Regions from separate parts of the Oryctolagus cuniculus genome. Here region 1 is linked to region 2. The links are chromatin contacts, called in public Hi-C maps. All regions are on one chromosome and are shown on one strand. Each heading gives the region's core, a stretch centred on a gene start, on an enhancer-like site or on the middle of the called end of the contact. The rest is flanking DNA. Distances are from core to core; before and after follow the strand shown.

Region 1 (5,610 bases), core at 1,343-3,842, 270 kb after region 2:
GTACACTTTTGTGGTTCTATGTGATGTTTTGATACATGAGTATTTTGTAACATCAAATCAGGGTAAATATATCCATCTTGTCTAGAACTTAGGATTTGGATACTTTTACCATAAAGAAATACTGTCTTCTAGTTTTTTGAAAGATTTACTGATTTTAAAGGCAGAGTAACAGAGAGGGAGAGATCTTCAATCTACTGATTCATCCCCTAAAAAGCCTCAACAGCCAGGTCTGGGCCAGGCTAAAGCCAGGAGCCTGCAAACGCCATCCTGGTCTCCCGCATGACTGCCTGGGGCCCAAGTACTTGGGCCATCTGCTGCTGCCTTCCCAGGTGTATTAGCAGGATTGATTGTGTCAATTGCAGTGTGTGTATTAAGGACAAAAAGTATAAACAACAAACTGTCCTGAGCCTATCATCCAGAGGCAACAACTCACATTTTCAAATTAAGAAAAATAAATATAATTGCACACCTTTATGAGGTATGATGTGATGTTTTGGACATTTATACACTGATTAAAAATATCCAGGTGAAAGAGTAACAGATAAGTCACCATTTATTTGTGACAAGAACCCTGAAACTCCTTTCTGCTAGATGTTTTGAATGATGTGATCAATATTGTTAATTATCATCACCCTACTGTTACAAAACATCAGAACCTATCTCTCCTGCCTGTGACTTTGTATCCATTAGCCTTTGCTACCCTCTGGTAACCACTCTTCTCATTAGTTAAATGTTTTTATTTTGTTGAGATTCCAGATGAGAGTGAAATCAGGTAGTATTTATCCTTCTGTGTCTGGTTCATTTTACTTAGTGTTATCATCCCCAGGTGCCTCTCTTGCTGCAAATGACAGGACTTAATTATTTTCGTGGCTGAATATTATGTCACTGTGTCTATGTACCACGTTTTCTTTATCCATTCATCAGTTGAAGGGCATATTGAGCGTCTGAACCCCCCAATGAAATCTGCTGCTCTTAGGCTATTTCCTGTTAGATACTGATTCTAGTTCTTTTTCCCCATGACCTCTCACTGCTCCTAGCAGATACACCTGAGCAGCATTTATTAATATGTATTTCATAAAAGACTTTACTTATTTTGGAGGTAGAGTTACAGAAAGAGAGGGAGAGACACAGAAAGGTCTTCTATCCACTGGTTCACTCCCCAAATGGCCAAAATGGCTGGGACTGAGCTGATCTGAAGCTAGATTTTTCTGGGTCTCCCAAGTGGGTGCTTGGGGGCCATGCTCCACTGTTTTCCCAGCCCATAGCAGACAGCTGGATAGGAAGAGAAGCCAGGACACAAACCAGCATCCATAAGGGCTACTGTTGCTGCAGATGGAGGTTTATCCTTCTACACCACAGTACCAGCCCGTAATATATACCTTTAAAAGGAGGATGAATTCAGTTTGTATCACCGTTACATGAGACATGCATAGCTACTTAAGAATAAGCTGAAAAATGGAGTTTAAAATGGATGAATTCTATATTTGGAGTGTTTCTTAAATTACAGGTTTTCATGAAGCCATGAAAGTCTCTGAATATAGTGTCATAAAGTCTTTGAACTAGTGTCGTAAAAAGAAATGGACTTGGAAATCAGACTTAATTTAAAAAATTTCCAGCTATTTGGTAGCTGCGAGACTTACATTGAGGTAACCTTTTAGAGAATTCACGTTCTCATTTTTAGAAATCAAATAAGTACTTTGTAGAGTTATGGGGATTAAAACCAGGCGTACAGACACTTCGCACACTTGGCATGTACTACTTCGGCAGTTTGAATGACTGTTAGGTTTTTGGTGAAGCAGCATGCATGTATGTGCTTCGAGCTATTGCCTTGAGCTCAAAATATTAAGGCTCAAAATATTGGGACGATTGCTTGGGTTTTAGTTCTGTTCTAAAACTGAATTTCTATTTCCTCTTTTGCAGACTTATAACATCTAATATTCTCTAGAATTGCGATCCACAACTTTGCATTGTAGTTAGATTTGTAGGGGGGCGGATATATCTTATTCTGAAAAACTATATGGAATCTGCCTGCCCTCACCCGATTTGTGACGCTCAATTTTACTCCATGTGAAACGACCATTTCTCTTTTCACCCTCTCTGAATACCACACATTTCATCAAAGTTCAGTAGGTGGGAACTATTTTGCCCTCAAACACGGTCCTCTTACCAACCCGCCTTCTTGTTCACGGGATACCTCCTTCACCGCACAGGAAAACGTGCGTGCTCACTGCTGGGCCAGCTCGCTCCTCACAGCCTTGTCTTCTCAGAGGGTGCCTCCTTCCTATTCCATCATCAACTGCTCCCTCTGCTGGATCCTCCCTCTCAGCGCACAACTCTGCCTTCGTGACACTTCAGCGACAGCATGCAGTGAAGCCACCAGTCCTCTCTCATTGTCAACTCCCTTGCAGGGTTGACTCTCCCCCAGCCAGTACCTTCCCACACATCAGCCCATGGCGGCTTGTCCTTCAACCTTGCCCAAGAAGTTGCTGTTGTCAAGGGCACCAGCGCGCTCGGCATGCCAAGCTGTGTGGGCGATTGTCCTCATCCAACCCGGTTTCTCAGCACTGATGGTGTAGACGATGAGCTGCTGCTTGAAGCACTTTCTAGCTGGCTGTTCTCGCATGCCACGTTTCCTGTATGTTTCTAACTCCCTGGCTGTCCTTGTGCGTTCTTTCACAGCTTCCGTTCCTCTCCTGGACTGCTAAATTATGAAACATGCCAGACATCTTCTTTTCCTATGAGTCATATCCAAAATCCAGACAATTGCTCATAAATAACCCTTTCTTACTCCTTATCATCTTTGTCTCTGCCTCTCCTCTCCCATTCCCCTTTTTTTCTTCTTCTCCCTCCTTAACATAATGATCTTTTGTTGATTAATTATTTTTTTTTCTGGGCTTGGGGCCAGGCACTGGACGTACAGAGATGAATAAGATGTGTTCTCTGTCTTGAAGCAATTCATGGCCTACCAGAAAGTGTTGGACGTAGGGAGAAGCACTTACAAAGCATTAGAGCCTTAGAACCATGGCTAAGTACAGAGGTCCACAAAGCCTGGAGTAGATGGGGGTAGAAAGAATTCATGGGGCATTTTCTCCTGAATAGCAATGGCTTACCTCATTCTGTTTCAGCCCCATAACCTGCAGGGAGGAAAAGAAAGTGAGGATCACATCTGAATTTTTAAAAATGTGATCCTGCAGGTCAAACAAAAGACTTGACAAACCATCAGTGTTTTTAAAATACGGAAAAGAAGAATGTTTAAATAAATCATTTAAAGTCTTTTTAACTTTTATATCAAAGTAGTTCATACCCATCAATTTTACAAAGTCAATGGTTTGACAAGGTCAGTTGTGAGCAGCAGAAGTCTCTGGTTCCCTTCTCTCTCCATTCTCTCTTCGCCAGTGTAACCACTTTCAACCAGGTTAGCTGCTGCCTTGGGTAATTATATCCATATTGATAAATAATTGACTTTGAAGAAAGTGCTGACTTCTGGGGCTGGTGCCACGGTGCAGTGGGGTAAGCCGCAGTCGGCAACGCTGCCTCTCCTATTGGAGGGCCAGTTTTAGTCCTGGCTGTTCCGATTCTAATCCAACTTCCTACTACTGCATCTGCAGAGGGAGTAGACAATGGCCCAGTACTGGGACCCCCACTTCCCACATGGGAGACGAAGAAGGAGTTTTTGGCTCTTGGTTTCAGTCTGGCCCAGGAGTGGTTGCTGACAGAGTGAACCATTTAGGAGTAAACCAGCAGATGAGCTATCTGTGTTTTTCTCCATCTTTCTCTACCACTCTGCCCTTCAAATAAATTCATCTTTTTTAAACTATTGATTGTTTATCTGCTTACATACCCTGTGTGAATGAAAATGTAATCATCTTTTCTAACCCACGAACACGTGGCATAAGCTTTCCCATTTTCCCATGTTATTTTTAGTTTGATAGAAAAACTGAATACAGAGCAATTACCATGACTGTGATGCTTTTTCTCCCTCACAATGAAGCCCTAGATAAACTTATTAAAATCTAAGAAAATAGATATTTTGATTTAATACTTAGATATCATGATTCACCCCCATGATTCTGATAGAAATCTGAAAATCTTCTCCACCCTGTAAGTTTAATCACCTTGGTCGTTCTCAGCATCTGCTCCGTTCAGGACTTGTTCCTCGTGGTCAAGCTGCACTTGCCCTGGGATCTCCCCTGAGCATCACTGGGGATAGCCACGCTGTTCTGTGCTGGTGCCCTGGCTGGTTTCTGCATCCCATGCTGTGTGATTGTTGATACCCCTGTTATGGCTTCTTAAAGGATGGACAATGACATTTTCCAAAAACCTTCCTCCCTCTCACCTCTGACAATTTTCCTCCACAGCAAAAATTAGATAGAAAATTTTTCTTAAGCATTGTTGCTTCATTGTCTACTACCTTTCAAGGTTGTATCTAGTAGTCCAGTGTCAATCCCATTTTTCTTTTGACAAGGAACTAATTTTAAGGAATGGAACCCAAGGAATTGTATTTTCTCTGTAATTTCATTGAGAAAGACCTTTTTTGAGTTTGTTTTCTTTCATGTTGATCATTCAGTGGATTTTTCAATGTGAAAATTCATATACTTCCAGTCTGGAAATGTTTACTGGTTTGTTTATTTGTCTTGTATTCATTAATTTTCTTATATTTTCTTTCTGGAATTCCTGTATACATGTTGTATCTCCTAGGCTGATTTTCTAGTTTTTACTTTGTCATTTTTCTAAGTATCTGAGGGATTTCTGCAACTATATCTGCCACTTTTCTTGGAAGGTTTACTTTTCCTTCTTTCTATTTTTCTTTTTTTTTTTTGAGATATCTTTACTTGAACGGCAGAGTTAGACAGAAATTGATCTTCCATCTGCTGGGTCACTCCCCAGATGGCTGCAACAGCTGGACTGGGCCAGGTTAAAGCCAGGAGCCTCAGCCAGTTTCCCAGGTAGGTGCAGGGGCCCACGGACTTGAGTCACCTGCGGCTGATTTCCAAGGCACATTAGCAGAGAGCTGGATTGGAAGTGGAGCAAGCAGGACTTGAACTGGTGCCCAGATAGGATGAGGCAGCTTAGCCTGCTGCACCACAGTGCCAGCCCCATGCTGTTGGATTTCTAACTCCAAAATGTCCTTTGTCCTGGGTATCCCTTTTTGGTAGCATCTGGTTAATTTTGAATTGATTTAAAAAATTTTTTTGTTATATTCTGAGAAAACTTTTTCTGGGTTATTTTCCTCTGCCTCTAATGTCTGTTGCTTTTAAGTTACTCCTGATTCAATTGCTATCTGCTGTGTTGCAGGCTTTCTTTAAATGTCAGCAATTGGAGGCTCACCGCTCCAATTTAAGGGTGAGGGAATGAGGTGTGGATTCTAACTGCCTTGTGAGTGTTCGTGGGAGGGATTTTTTTCTAACCCCTGGGTTGTTAGTAGCTGTCACTCTCCAGTCAATTTCTTTTTGTTTGATCAAAACTCCTTGAGAAAACTTTGATTGTAAGGTACAAGTCTGGCTGGTTCTGTTCTGGAATCCGAGTTGGGGAAGGACTGGGAGTCTTTTTCTTCCCTGAAAATCACTGATTTTCAGTTTGTAGCTGTGCTCCAACCTGTGTCTGGCACTC
Region 2 (5,557 bases), core at 2,587-5,086:
TAGAACTTTCATAATCCAGAAGTGATTCTCTTCTGTGAAGCTTTTCATGCATTCAGGTATTTGGCGTGATGTCTGATGTGATCAGCAATAAAGGTTGCAATGAAGTAGTAGCCATGATCATAACCCTAGAAGATGAAATAGAGAGAAGACATCTGTTTACCATTCAGACAGTTCAGTGCCAGGGGCATTCTCTCTCCTGGCACTTCATTTGCTTCTAAGTAGTCAAAATACTAGTTCATGAAAGGTTTACAATCAAAATCAAGGTTGTTTGTTGTACTCAAATGGTTTCATTATACGTCAAAAGGGCAACAAAAGCATGGAGGAAACATTCTACATAGCCAAGCTACTAAATGCTACCGTTAACATAAGACAGAAAATACAGTAATTAAATGTGCAGAGTAGACAAGTGGTTATGCAACAAGGATTAAAAAAATCAAGATTTAAAAACACTTAGAAGCATGAACATTTCAACTAACAAAATAAGTACATTAACATCAATAAGTAATGATTTAAAATACAACATAAGCAACATGAAAAGTACAAGGAAAGAACATAAAAATGATCAAACGTTCTATCCCTGCTTGGGAAGTAAAATACAGCCATTATAAATCCCGTAGAATTCCACTTCCTGGGTGGTCATTGGGGGTTCAGCCGCTGCTCACAGCACCCCAACCCATACTGGTGTTGGTTACACAGCTTCTGTTCTAGCTTCCTGCTAATGCCTACCCTACAAGGCAGCTGGTAATGGCTCAAGTAGTTGGTGCTCGGCTACCTCCCCCTCATGGGAGACATATATTAGGTTCTGGGTTTCTGGCTTCGGCCTTCCCAGCCCTAGCTGTTACAGGCATTTGGGGAGTGAACAGGTAGTCTGTTTCTGTCACTCTGCCTTTCAAGTATATGAAAACAAACACTTAAAAACAAAAACAAGAATTCTACCTCCTATACAAGCACTTCATATCTTTTCTTGGAGAAAGGAATAATTCATTACATGTGGACATTCCCTAGGAATATATCAAATTGGGGGAAAAAAAAAATCAAACCATTTGAAAACTACCATGAAACAGAAAATGCAATGTGCCAAGCAACTGAGTTGAAACATCTCAATCTGTCCTGTCAATTACAACTAGTGTTGTAGGCAAACAGGAGGCAGTCTCTTCTGACACCATGCTAATATATAAAGAGTGGTAGCTCTTAAAGGAAAAAGAAATTAATGTGGGAAAGATTTTGTAAGGGTGTAAAAAACAATTTTAGAACAGCCTTGCTGCCCAGCTACACTGGGCAAATACAAGGTAGAATAAATGGCCATAGGTTAAAGTCTAGCAAAGATTTTTTTTTAAGTTTAACTAGTAAATGGTCTCTGGGGGAAAACAGGAATTTTTATAAGCACAAAAGAAATAAAAATAGACTAAAAAAACCATTGGTTTCAGGAAACAAGGGCAATCCACAAGGTTCTGGTGAATCAGTGAATGTTCTCAATCTGTTACTTCCAGAAAAGTATAGAATGTGTATCTCAGGAGTTAATGAAACGTTCTAGCTTGAAGTCAAAGTAATTTAAAATTCTATCAGGGAAGTAAATCGGACAGGAATGTTGGCAAGATGAAGGCTGAACTTTGAATTACTTGGATTTACGTCTCCCTGTGATCAGACCAGTTCCATCTGATTAACTTTAGAACTAAAGGCAGTTTCTTACACAAAAGTATTTAAAGAAAAGTGCCTTCCACTCTAATTCCTGAACTGTGAATTAAACAGGCTGATTTTTAGGCCACAATACCTAGGAAATGTACTGCCATTCTGAGCACATCAAAAGATGGATCCGATAGAAAATGTAGGTGTAGGAAACAGATGTCTCAAACGTATGTGACAAAAGCCCGAGTCAGAGCTCTCGCGCCAGGTTTCCTCTCCATTTCACCTGTGTGACATGCCCGGCACAGCTACCGGCAGGTAACAGGTAGCCTCCGCCGCTGCTGGTGTCATCGTTAGAGAAGGCTCAGGAAAAGCCAAAGTGCCAATTTTGAGTTCTCCAGGCTGTTACAGAATTGGAGCTCCAGTGTCACCCCTGACTAGTTTCAAGTTCTGTTTATCGATCTCACTAAACAGGGGTGGCTTCGTTCACTGAGCTGGTCGGGTATGTTAGGCATGTGGTGCCACTGTGTGTAATTAGGGCCTTTGTTTTGTCCTTTGCCTCACACTTGAAGTGGAGAAATCCTTGGTGGCACAGCTCCGACTCCTGGAGTTTGAAAATACATGAATGCATTCTGTCACCCTTCGCCCAACTCGCAAAAAGGAAACAGTGCAGCAGTAGCTGCAATGGACATTTATTCTAACAGGCAGTATGTTCCCACATTTTCCCCACTCAATTTGAAAAGCCTGGCTATGCTCGAAGGTATTCATTTGTTTCTTTAACACACACTGAGAATCTATGTGCTAGGTAATTGTGTTAAGCTAGGATACAGAGATGAGTGAGGGGGCCTGGCATTTCTGGAATTCTCTAAGAGGTAGATGCAGGGGCCAAAGCAGCCTTGGAGTTTTCAAAGAGCTTCTAAGACTTGAAGAGGTATGACAGTCCTCCCTTTCTAGTCCCCAAAAAGGGAATGTTCTTTCTGGAATTTTCCTCAGTCACTGAGATTTTAAGTACTTTTCTTTTTTTTAATTATTAAATATTTACTAGAAAGTCAGAGTTACAAAGAGAAGAGGACCTCTCTCTCTCTGCCTCTCCTTCTGCTGTTTCACTCCCCAACTGGCCGCAACAACGGCTAGAACTGCGCTGATCCAAAGCCAGGAGCTTCCCCCAGGTCTCCCATGTAGGTGCAAGGACCCAAGGACCTGGGCCATCCTCCACTGCTTTCCCAGGCCACAGCAGAGATCTGGATCAGAAGTGAAGCATCCAGGACTTGAACCAGCATCCATATGGGATGCCAGCACTGCAGGCGGAGTCCTTACCCACTATGCCACAGTGCCAGCCCCAAGTACTTCCTTTTCTGGCTAAGATTTGATCTCTGTACACTAGATATCGGATTCTGCTACTTATTGGTTTTTTTTTCCAATTTATAGTATCTGAAGTCAAGACATTATATACATTTAAACATACACATATAATATATAAATAAATAAAACATAGTATATTAAAATTCTAACCAAATAAAAATCCCATGCACTTATATCCACTTCTCAACACAATTTGACAGTTGATAAAGTATAAATAAACTGAGCATTTAGCACCAGGATAAAGAAGAAAATGAATGAAGGGCAAATCATGTACATGATTGAAATGATTTTCTTAGGTCAGTTACTTGTATATATACTCTCTATTTCCAGATGACTTTGCGTTTTGTAGCTTCCACTTCACAAAGAAATAGTTACACAGTGCTCATCATTAACCAGTGAGGCTGGTAATGAAGCTCTCAGACCTGAAGCAACTGGAAGTCAATGGGAGTTGGCCAGAACTCTGAATGTGGCCTCCCTGGAGCCACTACTCAGACCTGTCCACTTGGCTGTTGACTTGATTACAACAAACTCAAATACAGTTTGCTTCAGACTGACCTTGCTGGCAAGAAAGCAAACACAAAATTGTCCCTGGCTCAGGACCGTGACTGTGGTGACGCCACACTTTCTTTTTTAAGGAGAGTTGACGGCTTTGTCTTGACTCCTCATTAAGTACAGCCAACTATGTTATTATAGTTGCTTGGGATACAGACATTTGAGAAATAAGTTGATTTACTTTCCCCCCACAAGAATGTCATCTGTGTTCTAATTTTATGCTGTTTTTATAAAAGAACTCCAGGGATTTTCAGACTTTGTTGGCAGGCAGAAACTTTGTAGAAACAACAGAATTCTTAGCATGGCCTCAAGGGAAGCAGATGAGGCACCAAGCGTGGCTGATGCCAAGAACCTCGGGTCATTCAGAAATAAACATGGTTTCTTACATCACTTACAGCTACAATTAATATGGTTAAGCACAGTATTGTTTTTATCATCAAATTGGTATTCAGATTTCTCAAGGTTGGTTTGACTTAAAATCTGATTGTGATGGTAAATGTTCATATAAATCTAAAAAAATTCACACGCCATATATGACCATAATGAAAGGAGATTGCTGAGAGCTGCTGTACAGGTTAGACAAGCCGGAGGTAACGCACATCTGCTCCTTGTGCTCCTCAGAAGCTAGGCGGATGACAGAAGACAGAACCTGCAGTCAAGTGACCTTGCCTCCAACCCTGGTTCAGCAGACCTAGCTTTGTGACCTTAGCTCAGGAGGTTTTTTCTGGATCTGTCCCCTCACCTCTCAAACAGATGAACAAGAAAGGAATAAACTTATTTAGTGGTATCAACGCTGAAGTGAGTTTGTGCTGTTCAAACATTTTGTAAACTGAAATATACCACAAAGTGCAATGCCTTATTGATATATGAACATTTACCATCAAAATTACATTTTAATGTGCCTGTCATTTAACATTACTCTTAGGAATGAAAATCATAGTCTTAAAAATAATGATCAGGTATAATTTTCAGTGTTCCTTTTTTTATCCTGACTTTATCTTAGATTTTGTATTTTTTAAATAAAAGCAAAATTTCTTTGAGTAAGGTGTATGGTAGAGAATCAAGTGTTTTAGTCAGGAAACACTTTCAAGTCAATTGAAATACAGTAATTAGTCTTCAACTAAAAATAGCCAAGTCATATAACAGATAAGAAGTGCCTGTGTGTGAGATAAACAGTGCTCCGCTCTGGAGGCTAAGATGCCCATCTTTGTATTCCACTGCCAACAGTGGGGCATGCATGAAGAGGTGTGTCCGTGAACGCTGAAGACTATGTAGCACTCAAGCACTAAACTTGTTATTTATCAGTATGAGGGTGAGGAGAAAGCTGTAGGTATTTTTCACTGCCAAAAGCTTTCCTATTTCTATCAAATTTGGTCTTAGGTATAATTTAATGGGGACTTTTCAAGTATTTTAATAGGACTGGAAACTACCTTACTGAAGGCAGTATTTCATATTCTAAAATAAAGCCAAAGAACAATGCAATCTTGCTTTCTTATAGTTATGATATTGTGGTCAAGCTAAAAGCTCCTAGTACTTACCTCTTGTAATCTAAAAACAACAGGGATTTTCTTTTCTGTACAGGCAGCTATGAAATTCTCAGGGAGTAACTGGTCATAAAACTCATCCGCTTTTCCTTGATCAATTAGTATGTCCAGCTGAGACCCTGTATAGGACTTCACAAGATGGGTAGCATCATAAGCCTGTAAAAGAGAAGAAGCATTAAAGAAATAATCTTAAAGTGTCCAGCAAAAGATTCCTCAGAATATACCATAGAGAACCAACAGAGCTTTAAAGTCATTTAAACTCCAAGGTTGATTAACTCAGAGTAAGTTGGCTTCAAAGTCTGACTTGCCAGGTTTTTATCTACATGGTCTTCAGCATTGTCTTCTAGTAACAGCCTCTTTGCCTCTTTCAAGCTGTCCAAAATCGGTGGCAAGAAGCCTGTGCCAAAAACATTCTTTACAGTATGGCCTTTTTTTTGTTCTAAACTTTCAAAATTGTGAATCACCTCTCGCCTCCA

What was found. A called contact is a pair of places that touch in the nucleus more often than the background predicts.
Region 1: a contact with region 2 is called in a Hi-C map of an unstated tissue, with 3 times the contacts expected there. The contact joins two enhancer-like sites. A contact is called at or near these places in 2 of 6 Hi-C or Micro-C datasets (ear pinna and an unstated tissue).

Annotation. Positions count from the first base shown.
Region 1 is chr9:66,023,684-66,029,293 of mOryCun1.1, forward strand. No RefSeq gene overlaps it. Among named protein-coding and RNA genes, the nearest start is that of HTR2A, 120 kb to the left of the region's middle. Within about 2 kb of position 2,593, at least 2 of the 8 cell types and tissues checked have an H3K27ac peak or open chromatin away from gene starts, as enhancers often do.
Region 2 is chr9:65,756,760-65,762,316 of mOryCun1.1, forward strand. It overlaps ESD (esterase D), which reads right to left. Exons shown (of 10, transcript XM_002720716.5): 9 at 5,076-5,237; 10 at 1-125. The coding sequence ends at 45. Among named protein-coding and RNA genes, the nearest start is that of ESD, 20 kb to the right of the region's middle. Within about 2 kb of position 3,837, at least 1 of the 8 cell types and tissues checked has an H3K27ac peak or open chromatin away from gene starts, as enhancers often do.